2 separate regions of the Mus musculus genome follow, and region 1 is linked to region 2. Evidence: chromatin contacts called from public HiChIP or PLAC-seq data. All regions are on one chromosome and are shown on one strand. Each heading gives the region's core, a stretch centred on a gene start, on an enhancer-like site or on the middle of the called end of the contact. The rest is flanking DNA. Distances are from core to core; before and after follow the strand shown.

The links. HiChIP or PLAC-seq counts read pairs in DNA pulled down with a chosen protein or histone mark.
Region 1: an H3K27ac HiChIP or PLAC-seq map of acute myeloid leukemia shows a contact between it and region 2, with 4 times the contacts expected there. The contact joins two enhancer-like sites. A contact is called at or near these places in 1 of 39 promoter capture datasets (the HPC-7 cell line), 1 of 484 Hi-C or Micro-C datasets (the G1E-ER4 cell line), 10 of 115 datasets of contacts at active chromatin or transcription factors (acute myeloid leukemia, embryonic basal ganglia, embryonic stem cells and 5 more) and 2 of 9 other capture datasets (adipose tissue and liver).

What each region holds. Positions count from the first base shown.
Region 1 is chr2:166,783,195-166,790,782 of GRCm38.p6, forward strand. No RefSeq gene overlaps it. Among named protein-coding and RNA genes, the nearest start is that of Trp53rkb, 6.8 kb to the right of the region's middle. Within about 2 kb of position 3,632, at least 336 of the 459 cell types and tissues checked have an H3K27ac peak or open chromatin away from gene starts, as enhancers often do. A contact at or near this core is called in the HPC-7 cell line and memory CD8 T cells, where this site is marked.
Region 2 is chr2:166,544,959-166,552,068 of GRCm38.p6, forward strand. No RefSeq gene overlaps it. Among named protein-coding and RNA genes, the nearest start is that of Gm29679, 16 kb to the right of the region's middle. Within about 2 kb of position 4,318, at least 78 of the 459 cell types and tissues checked have an H3K27ac peak or open chromatin away from gene starts, as enhancers often do. A contact at or near this core is called in the HPC-7 cell line and memory CD8 T cells, where this site is marked.

The DNA of each region.
Region 1 (7,588 bases), core at 2,382-4,881, 240 kb after region 2:
GAAAGAAAGAAAGAAAGAAAGAAAGAAAGAAAGATGCCCTCTTCTGGGGTGTCTGAAGACAGCTACAGTGTACTCACATATAATGAAAGAAAGAAAGAAAGAAAGAAAGAAAGAAAGAAAGAAAGAAAGAAAGAAAGAAAGAAAGAAAGAAAGGAAGAGAAAGAAAGAGAGAGAAAGAAATCTTTATAAAAAAAAAGTACACTAAAGCTGTCTTCAGACATGTCAGAAGAGGACGTCAGGCATCATTATGGGAAGGGGGGGGCGGTGAGCCACCATGTGTTTTCTGGGATTTGAACTCGGGGCCTTCTGAAAAGCAGTCAGTGCTCTTACCCACTGATCCATCTCTCCAGCCCCTGCTTGGTTTTCCAGAACCCCAGAGACCTGGGTGCCTGTGCTGTGACAATAACTTGTGTTTCAGTGCTAGGACTCATGGCTGTGAAAGATCCTGACAGAATGTAAAAGGTCACAGAAGCCCTGAAATTGGCAAGATAGATGTCACTGTTAGCAGAACTAGCTTCACTGGTTTAGAAAAATAGAGGTGCACAATGCTCTGGCCACTTCTTGAACCTGTGTGTCTGCCAATGTTTTGACCGTTCCTTGAACCCATGTGTGTGCCCACTGATGAAGCCCATTGCCAAGTGTTTGTGATATTGGTTGCTGGGGAAGAGTCAGAAAATCTCCCCAGCAACCACAGCCCGGCCAATCCTGAGTTGCTACACCTGCACCAGACTCTTTCCTTGTACCCCTCCCATACCCATTTCTTGAGAATAGACATTGTTTAGATCTGGAAATCCCCTCCTCCCCCCCCCTTTCTCTCCTGAGGGCCTATAAAAACTGGGACCTCTTTCCCCTCGAGGTCGACTCCTCTACCCCTGCGTGGGATATGAGTCGCCCCAGAGCTCTGGCTTTCCCCGAATAAAGCCTCATGTGGTTTACATCAAGCTTTTTATCGTGAGTTCTTGGGTGTTCGCTATTGTCCTGAGGCCTGAGCAAGGGGCTCCTCTCGGAGTCTTTCAGCTGCAGTGTGGCTGCAGGACAGAGGGGCCTGGGAACAGTGCTAGCTGTATTTTAATTTCAGGAAACAGCAAACCATTTCTAGATAACTACATATCCATCACTGCATGGGCAGTGTGTTAGTTGTTTTTTTGTGGCTGTGACCAAATCACTGAGCGGATCTAAAGGGAGGAAAGATTTATTTTGGCACATGGTTTCAGGGATACAGTCTGCCATGGTGGGGAAGCACCCAGTTGGGTGTAGCAGCAGAGCAGCACGGTGGGAGCGGCCAGTCTGATCCTTGAGCATTGGGAAGCAGAGCTTGGCTGTACTACACTGACTTCCATTAGCTAGGCCACAGTTCTAGGAGTGCCACAACCTCTCAGGACAGCGCCACCAACTGGAGACTAAGTGTTAGAACACATGAGTCTGTGGGGGGGACGACGACGACATTGTATTTCTAAACCATAACACATACTAGTATTAACCAAATGTAGTTGTCATTTATCTGAAATTCTTACTCAGTTTAGGACAGATACATACAGGAAGGAGGAAAGTGGAGGCCAGAGAGCTGGCTCCAGAGTTAAGAGTGCATACTGCTCTTCCAGAAGACCTAAGTTCTGTTCCCCACACTCTTGTCGGGCATCTCCCAGTCCCAGGAGGATCTGGCATCTCTGTCCTCCACAGGCACTTGACACACACACACACACACACACACACACACACACACACACACACAGACAGACAGACATACATGCGTAAAGGTAAGTAGAAAGAACAGTAATAAAACAAAAAGGGAGGGGAGAATAAAAAACACAAATTTGTATCAATAGTTTTCATTGCTGTGTGAAAGCCGCCCGAGGCTTATTTTAAGTGTGCACCCCACCAGTGAGCAAAGCATGGCAGCAAGATCAGCCCTGCCAGTGAGCAGGCGGGGGCAAGGGGGCCTGGGAGGCGGGGGCGGGCGAGTCGGGCTGGAGCAAGGGTGAAGGGAAGATCAGCTCTGCCAGAGAGCAGGCTGGAGCGAGGGGACATGGGGGGGTGCAGAGCAAGCTGGCCGGAGGAGGGGGGTTAAAGGGGGGCGGGGGGGGGAGAGATCAGCTCTGCCAGTGAGCAAGCCAGAATGAGGGCGGGGGTGGGGTGGTGTGGGGTGGTGCAGAGCAAGCCGGGCGGGCGGGCCGGAGCAAGAGGGAGAGGGGAAAAAAAAGATCAGCTCTGCCTATGAGAGCTGGAATGGGCGCTGAGCTGGTTGATCACAGTACCACAGTCAGGAAGCAAAGACCATTGATGGACCTCAGCTTGCTGACAGGGTCTCCAGCACCAGCTGACTTCAATCTTCCCGTGTAGTAAACCTGAACTCTTTTTTAAAAAGAACATTTCAGAGACTTTGTGATTTAAAAAAAAAAGGACATATTTTTGTTATTTTAAAGTATGTATTATGTGTAGGTATGTGCATATGAGTGCAGGCGCTGTGGAGATTTGAGGCAGCAAATCCTGTGGACCTGAGTTTGCAAGCCATTGTGAGTGGCACAACGTGGATGCTAGAAACTCGGGTCCTCTGGAAGAACAGAATGTGCTCTCAACCACTGAGCTATCTCTCCAGCCCCTGTCTTGCACTTTAAAATATTTTAAATTACGTTTACTTATCTACTCAGGGAGGTGACACTTAGGGACAACTTGCATCTATCATTTCTCCTCCTTCCACCATCTGAGTCTCAGGGATGGAACTCAGGTGACCAGGCTTGGTGCAATCGCCTTTACCTGCTTAGCCATCTCACCAATTTCTGATAACTTCTTTTCCATGACCACCGATGTCTTTTACTCCTTGATTAGTTATCAGAGTGGTTAGCATGCCCTGGCACAGAACAGGTATGGTCGTTAGGGTGCTGTTCCGATCAGTTTTCTCACCCAAAGGACAAAAGAGAAAGTTACCACCAAGCTGCCTAGGAAGTAGCACTGGCCTGTGCTTCTCTCACAGGCTGTGCGGACTCGATTCATTTAAAACTCTTGTAAATAGAATCAACGAATGAAGCAAGACTGACGATTGGGGAATGAAAGAGACCACGGTGAGAGGTGATACCTGACGGCAGAAACTGTACCCACCACGCATGCAGGGCAGACCCCGAATCTACCCTGCACTCATTCCATACAGAAATGCAGATTCGCTTCCACCCCGCACCTGCCTCAAACTCTTCCTCCGCAAAGTCTCCATACCACACACATCGCCTCCGCCCCATACGCCGCATCCACCGCGCACTCACCCAACACTCGCCACAGACCCTGCATCCACTTCACACATTCCATATTCACTTGGCACAGACCACAGACACAGCATCCACTCGCAGAGGACAGACCTCTCTCTCAACATCAAGCCTGTACACACTGGAGAACCCACATCCACCCCACACAGATCTCAAACCCCTGCATCCTCCTGTTCCTGCTGGTCGCGAAACCTTCCTCAGCGCGGCTCCCAAGAGGAAACTAGCTGCTCCCTCCGGGCTATCGACCCGGACTCGGTCCGGGATACCGACACCGACTAAGCCCGGGCATCTTGGTGGGCCACCAGTGCTCTGAGGAGCTGAGTGGCGACGCGGGGGATCGCTGGGATTTGTAGTTCCAAGGCCACGCCCAGCACTACGGGTCCCAGGAGGCCGTGCGTGCGACAGGGGCGTGGTCACACTGCCTAAGAGGCTTTCTCCTCCCCGGAGCTAAAGAGAGCATAGTTTTCCCCCCATGCTTGTCTCCATCCTGGAGTCCTGACATCTATGGCGTGTTCATTGTGGGCCAAACACCGTTTCTCAAGACTAGTAGCTGAGGCGGCAGCGTCAATACTTTTTAGACGAGCAAACTGAGGCCCGAGGTCAGGAGCCCTAAGTCACTGGTTTGAAAGGGCATTGGGTCACAAGGCATTCAGACCCCAAGTATCACGGTTTACATCAGAGAACAGCTTGCGATACAGTGGGGGAAACTGGTGCCGCCAGAAGTGGCACAAACTGTCACCCCATGTCTCCTGACATGATGAAAAGCAGAAGAACACTAGGTAGTGTTCTTGCCTCCGCCACCCCCCCCCCCAAAAAAGTGTCTCAGCTATTACAAAAGAAGAGAACCCGACAGGAGCAACATGATATAGGGAGAATTTGGGGAAATCTCAGTGACTACCTTTCCCGACTGTCAAACCTGAAGAGCTGAATGGTAGCATCGGAACCTAAATCTAGAAGAATCTGACAACTTTATAGGGCCAAATCCAGTGGGGGAGAGAGAGGGAAGGAGGGAGGGAGTAAGAGAGAGAGAGAGAGAGAGAGAGAGAGAGAGAGAGAGAGAGAGAGAGAGAGAGAGAGGCAAAAGCTGCTGCAAGGGGGCTGGGGACATGGTTCAGTGAGTCCAGATCTCCAACAGTCACGGAGGCGCCCTTGGGGTTAGGAGTAAGCAGAGATGACATGATCCCTGGGGCTCACTGAAGTTCAGTGAGAAAGCCTATCTCAAAAAAGCAAGATGGAAGGTGATGGAGAGATGGCTCCGTGGTTAAGAGCACTTGTTATTCTTCCAGAGGTCCAGGGTTTGATTCCCAGTGCCCATATGTTGGCTCACAGTGGTCCATAGCTCCAGTTCTGCTACCAGGGAACTCATAACTGTTTCTTTATTTGACCTTCACTGGCACCAGGCACCCATGAGGTACACAATTATACATTTGCCAAACACACATATAAATAAAATATACCTTAATTTTTGTTTGTTTGTTTTTAGAGACAGAGTCTCTTTGTGTAGCCCTGGCTATCCTGGAACTCCCTCTATAGATCAAGCTGGCCTTGAAACTCACAGATTATCCACCTGCCTCTGATATTAAAGTGCTGATAATAAAGGCATGTATCACCACACCTGGGTCAAAATATAATTTCAAAACACATTTGTGTGAAAAAGCCAAATCATCTAAAGAGCAGTCTCTTGGCAATCAGTTTGGACCTAAGTATCAGACAAATATTCCAGCAGGACAGGTGGAGTCAAAAGTTAAAGAATTAAGGTGTATGCCCGGCGTGGTGGTGCACGCCTTTAATCCCAGCACTCGGGAGGCAGAGGCAGGCGGATTTCTGAATTCGAGGCCAGCCTGGTCTACAAAGTGAGCTCCAGGACAGCAAGGGCTACACAGAGAAACCCTGTCTCGAAAAAACCAAAAAAAAAAAAAAAAAAAAAAAAAAAAAAGAATTAAGGTGTATTTCAAAACTCCTCCTTCCACCAGGGGCATGAGCAAGCCTCTGCTAAACTGATCAGAGTGGACGAATTTTCACACTCACCCCATTTTTTTTGTGCTGTTCATGGAATACCAGCTATAAGTAGGAGGCACCTTTGAGTTTAATTTACACAATTTACTTGAACTGGGGACTGTAGCTGTAGTTGATTAACATGGGCTCTCTCCCTGGCAGCGGCAGCTGCGCACATTCCTCGCTACCGGCCCCAATGCTTTGGATTCTCAAACGAAAGAAAGACAGACAGACAGACAGACAGACACACACACACACACACACACACACACACACAGAGAGAGAGAGAGAGAGAGAAAGCCTTATATTTAACATCTCAATCAGCTTAATGGTTAGGCCACTCCCCAATTTCTACACTGCTAACACCTCCCCTCCAAAACTCCTGAGTTATTACTTATTAAAATCTATATTCCACCTTTGCTACCTTAGGGCCAGTTGGGGGTGGTGGGTGCTGGGGTCCCTCTCCTCCAGCTCTGACATGATTGTATGCTTTCCCTTCTGCAGCTCTCAAGCCTGGATCTTCTTTCTCTCCTGACAATGGTGATTCTCCTTCTTCCTAGGTGCCCTTGTCCTCTAATCCTGAAGTCCCGCCTCTGTCTCCCTGCCCAGCTATTGACCACCAGTAAATTTATTTGCCAACCAAAGCCGAGTTGGGGCAGAGGCACTTAGCACCTTACATGGAATATTCTCATGCAATTTTGGGAACCAATAATGCAAGCATTAAACCAAGTTTACAACAAGGAGAGCTGGAGAGCTTCCACTTGCCAAGTATATGTTCTTGTATATAAATATATCTGTGTGTTCTGTGTGTATGTGTTTCTTTGCATGGGAATTTATGTGTGTTGGACCTTGTATTTTGTGTTTGTATATATTTCTATGTATTCTTGGGAATATCTATGTTTGTGTTTATGAGTATATGACTGTCTTGTGTATTTGGGTTTTTTTTTTTTTTTTTTTTTTTTTTTTTTGGTTTGTTTTTTTGAGACAGGGCTTCTCTGTATAGCTCTGGCTGTCCTGGAACTCACTCTGTAGACCAGGCTGTCCTCGAACTTAAAATCCACCTGCCTCTACCTCCCAAGTTCTGGGATTAAAGGCGTGCGCCACCACTGCCCGGCTGTCTTGTGTATTTGTGTATGTGTTAATGTGTATGATGAATGTGCTTGTGTGCTTTCTCTGTGTGTTTGTGTTGTTTGTGAGTGTGTGTTTTGAATTTGAATGTTCTATGTTTTCTATGTGTTTGTGAATATTTTTGTGGAGCCTTTGTCTGTTTGTGTGTGTCTGCCTGTATGTATTTTTGTGTCTGTGATTGTATGAATGCTTTTTTGTTTGTGTTTCTGTATATGATGGTGTATATGTGTGTTTGATTTTTGTGTTAGTATATTACTGTATGCCTGTGTTGGTGTCTATGTATTTCTGTGTTTCTGTGCGTGCTTGTGTTTTGTGTTAATTTGTGTTTACATATTTGTGTGTTTGTATGTAGTTTTCATTTGTTGTATTTATGCATGTGTTTGTGTGTTTCTCGTTTGTAAGTTTTGTGATTGTGTGTGTTGTGTTTATGTGTGTGTTGTGATTCTGTGTGACTGTGTATGTTTTTTATTTTATGTGCCAGGGGCCAGGTTGGCAATTCTTATTTTATCTTGATTCTCTCTTGAGGTAGCAGAGCTGGAAGACCATCAGCAGGTGCAAGACTTGGTCTTGTGAGATATTTAAGGTTGGGTTACAGTTTAATAATAAGATGTTTATCTGTCTTAAATCTAAGTCACTTTGCTGCTGTAGCTGACTGCCTGAGTTCCTGAGGCCAGAAACCTTATCCTAGAACAGCAGGGGATTAAGTAAACTGGCCTTTGTTCTATCACTAAGGAACTGCAAGGCTCTATCTTCCCGCTTGCTAGGTGAAGTTGCAGGAAGAGAAGGGGGACACTTTGAAAAGTGATTTTAATCTTTATTTCTAAGTTCTCTCTAAAAAGTTTTCTATAAAAGTTCTCTAAGAAAGTCCTTCTAAAAGGTTCTTCTCTCTAAAAAAATTTTCATTTCTCTAAGGAAAAGGGGATCCTGTCTCTCTTTGTCCTCAGCATTTATCCATTTTTCAGAATACATGATCACATGGTAAAAAGTTCATCACAAGTTTGCACATAAATTCAAATCATAAATTGAATAAGAAGTTTACAACAGAGAAATTTTACATGCATGACCATTAACATTCATCATCTGTCACTAGCTCTGCAGGTTATTTTTTGTGAATTAGTAAGTTACATATGGATAAACCCAGTCAATATATATATATATATATTTTTTTTTTGAGACAGAGTTTCTTTGTGTAGCCCTGGCTGTCCTGGAAC
Region 2 (7,110 bases), core at 3,068-5,567:
CTTGCATCCTCTGAAACACGATTTGATACAAAGCCTCCAATGTTCTAAAATAAATGGCAGTTTCCACACACCTTCATGGACAGATGGCTTCCCAGACAGGCAACACAGCTAAATGTGAGATCACAGCACAGAGCAGCCTCCTCTTCCTGTCCCCTCCCTCCAGTCCCAGGCTGAGCTACAAGTTAGTGCAACCTGAGATGCTGTTTTTGAAATTGTCCTTAGCTCATTAGTGTCATACACCTTCCTGTCAGCTCCAGACCACAGTCTGGGACACCCCACCACCACCATCCACCCCCTCCTCCCACTTTCCCTACCCACTCTCTCCCTTTGATCCCACTCCCCACACTCCCACACCCCTCCACCACCACTGCCCTGCCCCACCAAATATGCAAAACAGATTCCTAAATCCTGAGACCAACAGAGTTGGACCTAAGAGCCTCCCACAGTGTGTATGTTAGTTTTATTTCAGATTTATGGGCCAGGCAGGCCATCCCTAACGTCCGATGCGTACGTCTTTTACTGCGTTGGACAGCGGACCCTCATCACCATGCAGCCTGAGATTTACTGCCATCTTAAGAGCGTCCGAGTTTAATTTCATTACTTTTAAATATTTACAGAGCTTTAAAATTCTATCTTGGCTTTTATGGCGAGCAGTGGCATTGTATGTTCTGTCTGTGACTGTCTGACACCAAGTCCTTGGGAAGGGGCTGGGGCGGGGGGGGGGGGGTAAGGGGACCAAAAGGCAGCCCCACCCCTTGGGGGATCTGAGCAGCATGCTGCTGGCCATGGAGAGGCTGTGTCTGAGGGAATCCCAGTGACCCAGAGAAACCAGATGGTATAGGACCTAGAGGACAAGCCAGGCCTCCAGGACAAAGACAGGTGGAGCCTTCCAGGGAAGCCCCGTGACATCACTTCCTGGAAGTCAGGGCTCTGCTTCCAAGAGGCAATGAAGAGGTGAGGGCAGAGGCTCAGAGAACAAGGGAAGGGCAAAGATGGAGAGGAGAAGATGGAGCCTCGGAGACGAAGGCCTCTGCAGGGTGGGTGGGAGAGAAAGGGGTGGGAGGGAGGAGGACGCCTCTAGACAAGCAGCAGTTTCTGAATCCGCAGAGCTGGCTCCCCCCTGGAGCCTGTGCTGTTGCAGTAAGCCCAATTCCTGCAAGGACGTGGTGCCTGCATATTCAGACATGTGGGGGCAGACAGTGTGAGGCCATGCTGCAGGCTGATCGTTTATTCCCTCGTCAGTATCCACTGGACACTCTTCAGCACTGTGTCTCAGCCTTGGAGTTCAGCAGAGGCTGAGCAAGCCGAGCACTGTGCAGTGGGATCATGGCTTTATGGCCTTGATGAAGGAAGCCAACCACATGATGCTGGGGACTCAGCAGGGAAAGCAGGGCGCCACACAGACAGGAGGGTGTGCAGGGCACTGAGAGGGCTCCCCCAGAGCACATGCACTTGTGGTCTCAGGAGGTGACAGACAGTATGGACAGTTAAGTGAAGAGGGGACGTCATCTATTAAGTTACAGGGAAGCTGTGGGGATGCCGCATCCCGGCTGGGGTGAAATTTGATGCTGTGCTGCTTTGGGGTTCCCACAACCCCATAACCTCTCATCTATACTAATAAAAGCCCAACAAACTTGCTGGTTCACAAGTTGGAGTTTGGCTCAAGCATTACTATAGTTGGCTCTCTGGCATGAACGGACATTTGTTTTTGTCTCCCAGGAAAAGCTCGCATGACTGGAGAACAGGAAAGCCAGAGCATGGTCAGCTCCAGGGGACCCCGAAAATAAGCTGGCACCCCAACAACCATGCCTGTGACCCCCCTTTCAAGGGCCTTCACTGGGTGCACAAAGCCAGAAGCAAGGAGCCCATGGCATGGGTCACCCAGACAACACCGACAGTCCCAGAAGAAGGTAGGTCCAGAGGACCAAGAAAAACATGTGGCTCAAGCTACAGCCAAGGCCAGGGTTATGGCTTCACCTAAGAGATAGGGTGACAGTGGATAGAAAGGTGACAAGGCCTAACTCTTGTGTTCAGAGTTCTCCTCAGCTATGGGGACAATGGACAGAGCCATGAAAATGCCTGCAGTGGCTCAAGAAGAGGTGACAGTGGCTATGGCTTTGGTGGCAGGAGATGTGCAGGACACCGAGCCTGGAATCAAACCTCAGGCGCCACTTCAGGCTATCCAGGTGACATAAAGAACAAGGGAGACTCCTATGTCTGCCTGAAGCCGGTGCTAAGCCAGAGCAGCTATGTGCCTGTGTGTGGAGCAGTAAGGATTCCAGGTGGCTGGGCTTCTTGCTGTAAGCCAATAAGGAGAGGACTGCATTCCGGGCTCAGGAGACTCCAACGGGAGCAATAGACCATCTGACAAAAACCTCAGCACCAGGCATGAGAAGCCTTCTCTTGTGTTGTTGGTCAGGGTTATCCAAGAGCCTTCCAAAATGTTATAGGCTATCGCTATTGTCCTTGGTTGCCTCCCAGAGGAGGAAGGTAAGTCCCCATTGCTGAAGATAGCATATACTTCAGACTCTACCTGAGGTGTGTTATATTGCCTTAGTTAGATCACAGGATCAATTTCCTTTCTCCTGATTACAACCTGAGATTTCTGAGATGCTTCCATTATGCTAATGAGGCATCTCGGTACCCTAATCCCCCAGCCAATGACCTTTGCCCACCCTGGATGTCCCTACCCTCAGTTCCCCAAAACTTTATAAGCCTTGAATCACCCAAAGTAAAGTTGATCTGCCTCCTGATAGGTGGTCCCAGTGTGGTCATTCACCATTCGGACTCACAGAGCTTCCAACCCGTTTGTCCCCTCTGCTCCCACTGCCCTCGTGAACCATATAGGCCGATGACCACGAGAGCGGGGAGGACCACAGAAACCTAGGCAAGTCCGCAGGGCTAGTGATGTCATGGACCTTGGAGAACCTACAACCACCACTTCCCTCAGCCAGCATTACTGACGTTCTCCGACCTGTGCACATCTATGTTTGTGAGACCTGAGCTGTGAGGACCTGAAAGAACGGGGCAGACCACAGCCTAACGCTTTAGACAAGCTTACTTCAGAGTCAGTGGACTTCTATACACGAATGTAACAAAGAAAGCAGTGGCCCAGGGGAGGCTGTTGGAGTTCAGAAGAACATGATGAGACAAACATGTAAAGAAGCGTCAGTAAGCACATACCAAATATTGACAGAGCAGCGCTTTCCCAGCACTTTCTCAGGACAGAGCCATTGAAACACAATCGCCTGGCACATACTGGAGAGTATATCTGGGGAAAACATGAAAGCACAGCAGAAGGCCAGATCCAGATTCAGGGCACACTGACCGGATTGGGTTCTACAGCTATGATCCGACATCCAACAAGAATAAACATGCCTTATAAATTGAATGTAAATGTTTAGCACTGGAGGCACAAAAACACATCCAAAGAGCAAAATGCCCTCAAAGTAAAAGGCCCTCTGAGCTTTTTCCTGCCGCCTCTCTCACAGTTCCCCAAGGCATTGTTCCACATGGGTTACATTCCAAGTAGTTGTCTTTGTAACCACTGTGGTAGTTTGAATGGCACCCATAAGCTCATGTGTTTCAATGCCTGGTGCCCAGTTGGTGGAACTGTTTGAGAGGGATTACGAAGTGTGGCCTTGTTGGAGGAGGTGTGGCCTTGTTGGAAGAGGTGTGGCAGGGGCAGTGAGCCACTCTGTTTCCAGTTAGCTTTCTCTGCCTTCTGCCTGTGGATCAGAAGCTCTCACCTACTGCTCCAGCACCATGCCTGCCTGCTACTATGCTCCCCATTATGATGATAATGAACTCTAACCCTCTGGAAATGTAAGTCCTCTCCCCCCACCCCCCCACCCCCACAATTCCCCCTCAGATCTCCCCCCCCCCCCCCGCCCCTCGCCACAATGTTTTCTTTTCTAAGTTGCCTTGGTCATGGTGTCTCTTCACAGCAACAGAAAAGTAACTAAGACATCCATGGATAAGTGCAGTCCTCATCCCTCAACAAGGAAACTGTGAGTGTGTGTGTGTGTGTGTGTGTGTGTGTGTGTGTGAACTAAAGTAAAAGAGGCCATGAATTTAGAGAAACAAAGGGCAAGAGAGACAGGCAGACAAATAGAGACAGAAAGAACACTGTACCCACTGCGACCTTGAGCCCCTTTAGGCCTGGCCAGATCCAGAAAAGACCTACCTGGCCCCTGAGGGAGAGACAGCAAGAGAAGCAGGCTTACCCCTTGCCCTCCCATTTCTCACCCTGTGTGTTAGGAAACACTGTGGACCGCAGAAACCACAGGGGCTGCTTCCTTCCTGTGTCCTCTGAAGCTGGTCTGTCCCAACTGCTCTAGGTGGCACACAGCAGGTGACTAACTAGGGGTCCCATCCCCTTCCCCCCCAAGGCAGGGCGAAGGGGGAGGGTGATCCCCATCACTTGTGTCTTGTCAGAAAGTCGGGACAATGTGGCAGAGTGGAAGCCCCCAGTTGCCAGGCCCGTGGTGCACAGGCTGGGGCCTCATCAGGCCCACTGCCACCAATGCAGCAAGATCCTTGGGCAGAGGTTACACACGGGAGCATCCCAGCCCCTCCCACGGGCGAGCAGTCAGGACAAGCAGCAGTCTGAAAGCAGTGCACCTCCAACAGCTGAGCACAAAATGGACCAGGCCCGCCCTCCAGGATCCTCATGTCAAGGCAGGGGCAGACCAGGGTCAAGGGAAAAACACCTGCTTTCCTGGGTTGTAAATGCCAGAAAGGGAAGGCACGGGGTGGGTAGGGTGGAGAACATGGCCCAGACCCCTGTCTCTTCTCTCCATGTACAGACAAATTTACAACAGTTCTAAGAGGCCAGTGTCCACATCTGTCCCCAGAGTTCCTTCTGTGTATCCACTCGGATGCTATCTAGTCCAGGACGCTGAGTGCAAGGTACAGGGTATACAGCCTCTGGGCTACCAGCATGGCCGTCTGGCTGTGGAGCAGCTCAGCTGAGGAGGCCAAGCGCCTGCGGTGGACCTCAGGCTTGTACTGAGGTGCAGTGAGCACAGAGCTCCCTGGGAGGGGTTACACACAGATGGAGACAGGCACCCCAGCCTACCCTCCGTTCCCCTGCCAGCTGGTCCTGCTCGGTGGCTGTGCCTCCCTAGGGTGGGATGCTTGGCTCACACATAGTTCTCAGCACAAAGCACTCACACAGCAGATGGTACCCCAGCCCCAGTCAGGTCCTGCCTCCCTTTCACAGGAAAATGGGGGGCTGGCCAGGCAGATGCCCATCACGGCGCTTCCCCGGGCACTGTGACCTGAGGTCATGGCCACACCTGGCAGCTGGAGCGGCGGTGGGCTCCCGCTCCGCGCCTCTGTTCTGAGACTGCTGGCCTGCACAGCAGAACTGCCACTGTGTTCCTGGGGCCATGGGAGGAAAGAGCCAGCATGTGGCTGTCCTTTGTGCCTTCCATATGCATGGGACATCCCAGCAACATGGGGAGCAGAGTGTAGGGGGGCTTCCGGACCCAGAAGAAATGGCTCCCCAAGCCTCACAAGCCCAAAGGATCGTCACTCTTCCACATAGTCAATCTTTCTGTAGGTGTCTGCAGGCTCCCCCCACTGGGAAGGGAAAGGCCTCACTGAGGCTTCCTGGAAATCCCTGAATCTGAGCGTAGACATCTCTGTCCCATAGGGAATGGGCTGTCTCTGAGTGCAAGGGGAGCCCTAGGAAGTTCTGAGCAAGGTGAGTGGAGACAGGACCGCAGGTGACCAGGAAAGATCAGGAGCACAAAGGCTCCACAGGTCTAGCCTAGAGTCAGCCCAAGCTCATAAAGGGCAGCAGAGCCAGAAGATATGTGGTTCCCCCGACTCTGCAACCTCAGTACCACCCAGTCTACCCTGGCCCAGCCACCTATGAGGCCCCCAGCCTTGAGTTCCAGCGGAGTCAAGACCAGTCCATTGGCCTAGATAAAGCCCGCCTCAGGCTCCCAAAGAGCTCTCCGGACCTAACACACAGGGACTGCCACGGGCAGGGGCTGTTTTCCTCCATTCCCAGAGTCTTCCATGTGCAAGATGTGGCCAGCCCAAGACCAGGGCTGTGGTCCCCAGACAGGAAGTGCCAGGAACACTGCTTATCTCAGAACCTCCCACAGCCTCGTACTTGTCTCAGAACAAGAGGTAGTTCATTCTCTTCCCATTCCCCAGACTACAGAAGCCCAAGGACCGGAGGCCAGGATCCCGTGCCAAGGAGCCTCTGTCTTCTTATCTGTTAAATGGGTGCAAGGGAGAGATAAGCATTGTTCAAGAGCCAAAGGTGAAGAGTCTTCTGAGCTTGCCAGGCCAGAGGCTAGTGGTTCTCATGTCCCTGGCCACCTCGGTCACCACTGCCCTCCTTCTGAGGAGGTCCCGATGTCTGTGTGGCTCCTTCTCCAACACATCCCTGTCTCAAACATCCCACCACACTGGGAAATCTCCTTTCTTCCTGGAATGTTTCTCAGGTTCCATGTTCTCAGCAGAGCATGAGTCACAAGGAGCAGAGCTTCACTCCCACCTCCCTACTCAGTCACACGGGCCATCCGAATTGTGGCCATTGTTTCTCTGAAATGGGGATTTTTCCAGCTGTGGTGCTGGCTACCTGCATCATTCTTCCAGAGATGCTTCACATCTGCCCACACCTCCATGAGGGTCCAGTGCATGTCCCCAACCACTCTGTCTAAGGCGCGCACCTACACACACACACACACACACACACACACACACACACACACGGGTCCTTTCCACTAATTGCCATGGCGTCTCTCCTCCCCAGGCCTAGCACCTCCTGACACACTGATAGCACCTTTCACTCCCCTGTAGAATGTATCAGTCCCAAGAGATCAAGGCGATCTGCTCCACCCTAAGTGCCTGGCTCACAGACGATGGCCAGTCAATGCTCACTGCGCCATTAAGTTACCTAAAATCAAAGGAGCTAGGACAGGTCAGCTGGGGTCCACAAGGGGGTTGCCTAGAAACAGCCGGGCTCTTGAGTCGGGACTTAGGTCCTGGAGCATTCCAAGCTAAGCGGAAGAGAATTCCAGGTGCATCAGGACTCCATAAGCAGGGCCCAGGACACACACACCTCAAGTGCTGTCCTGACTTCTGAGC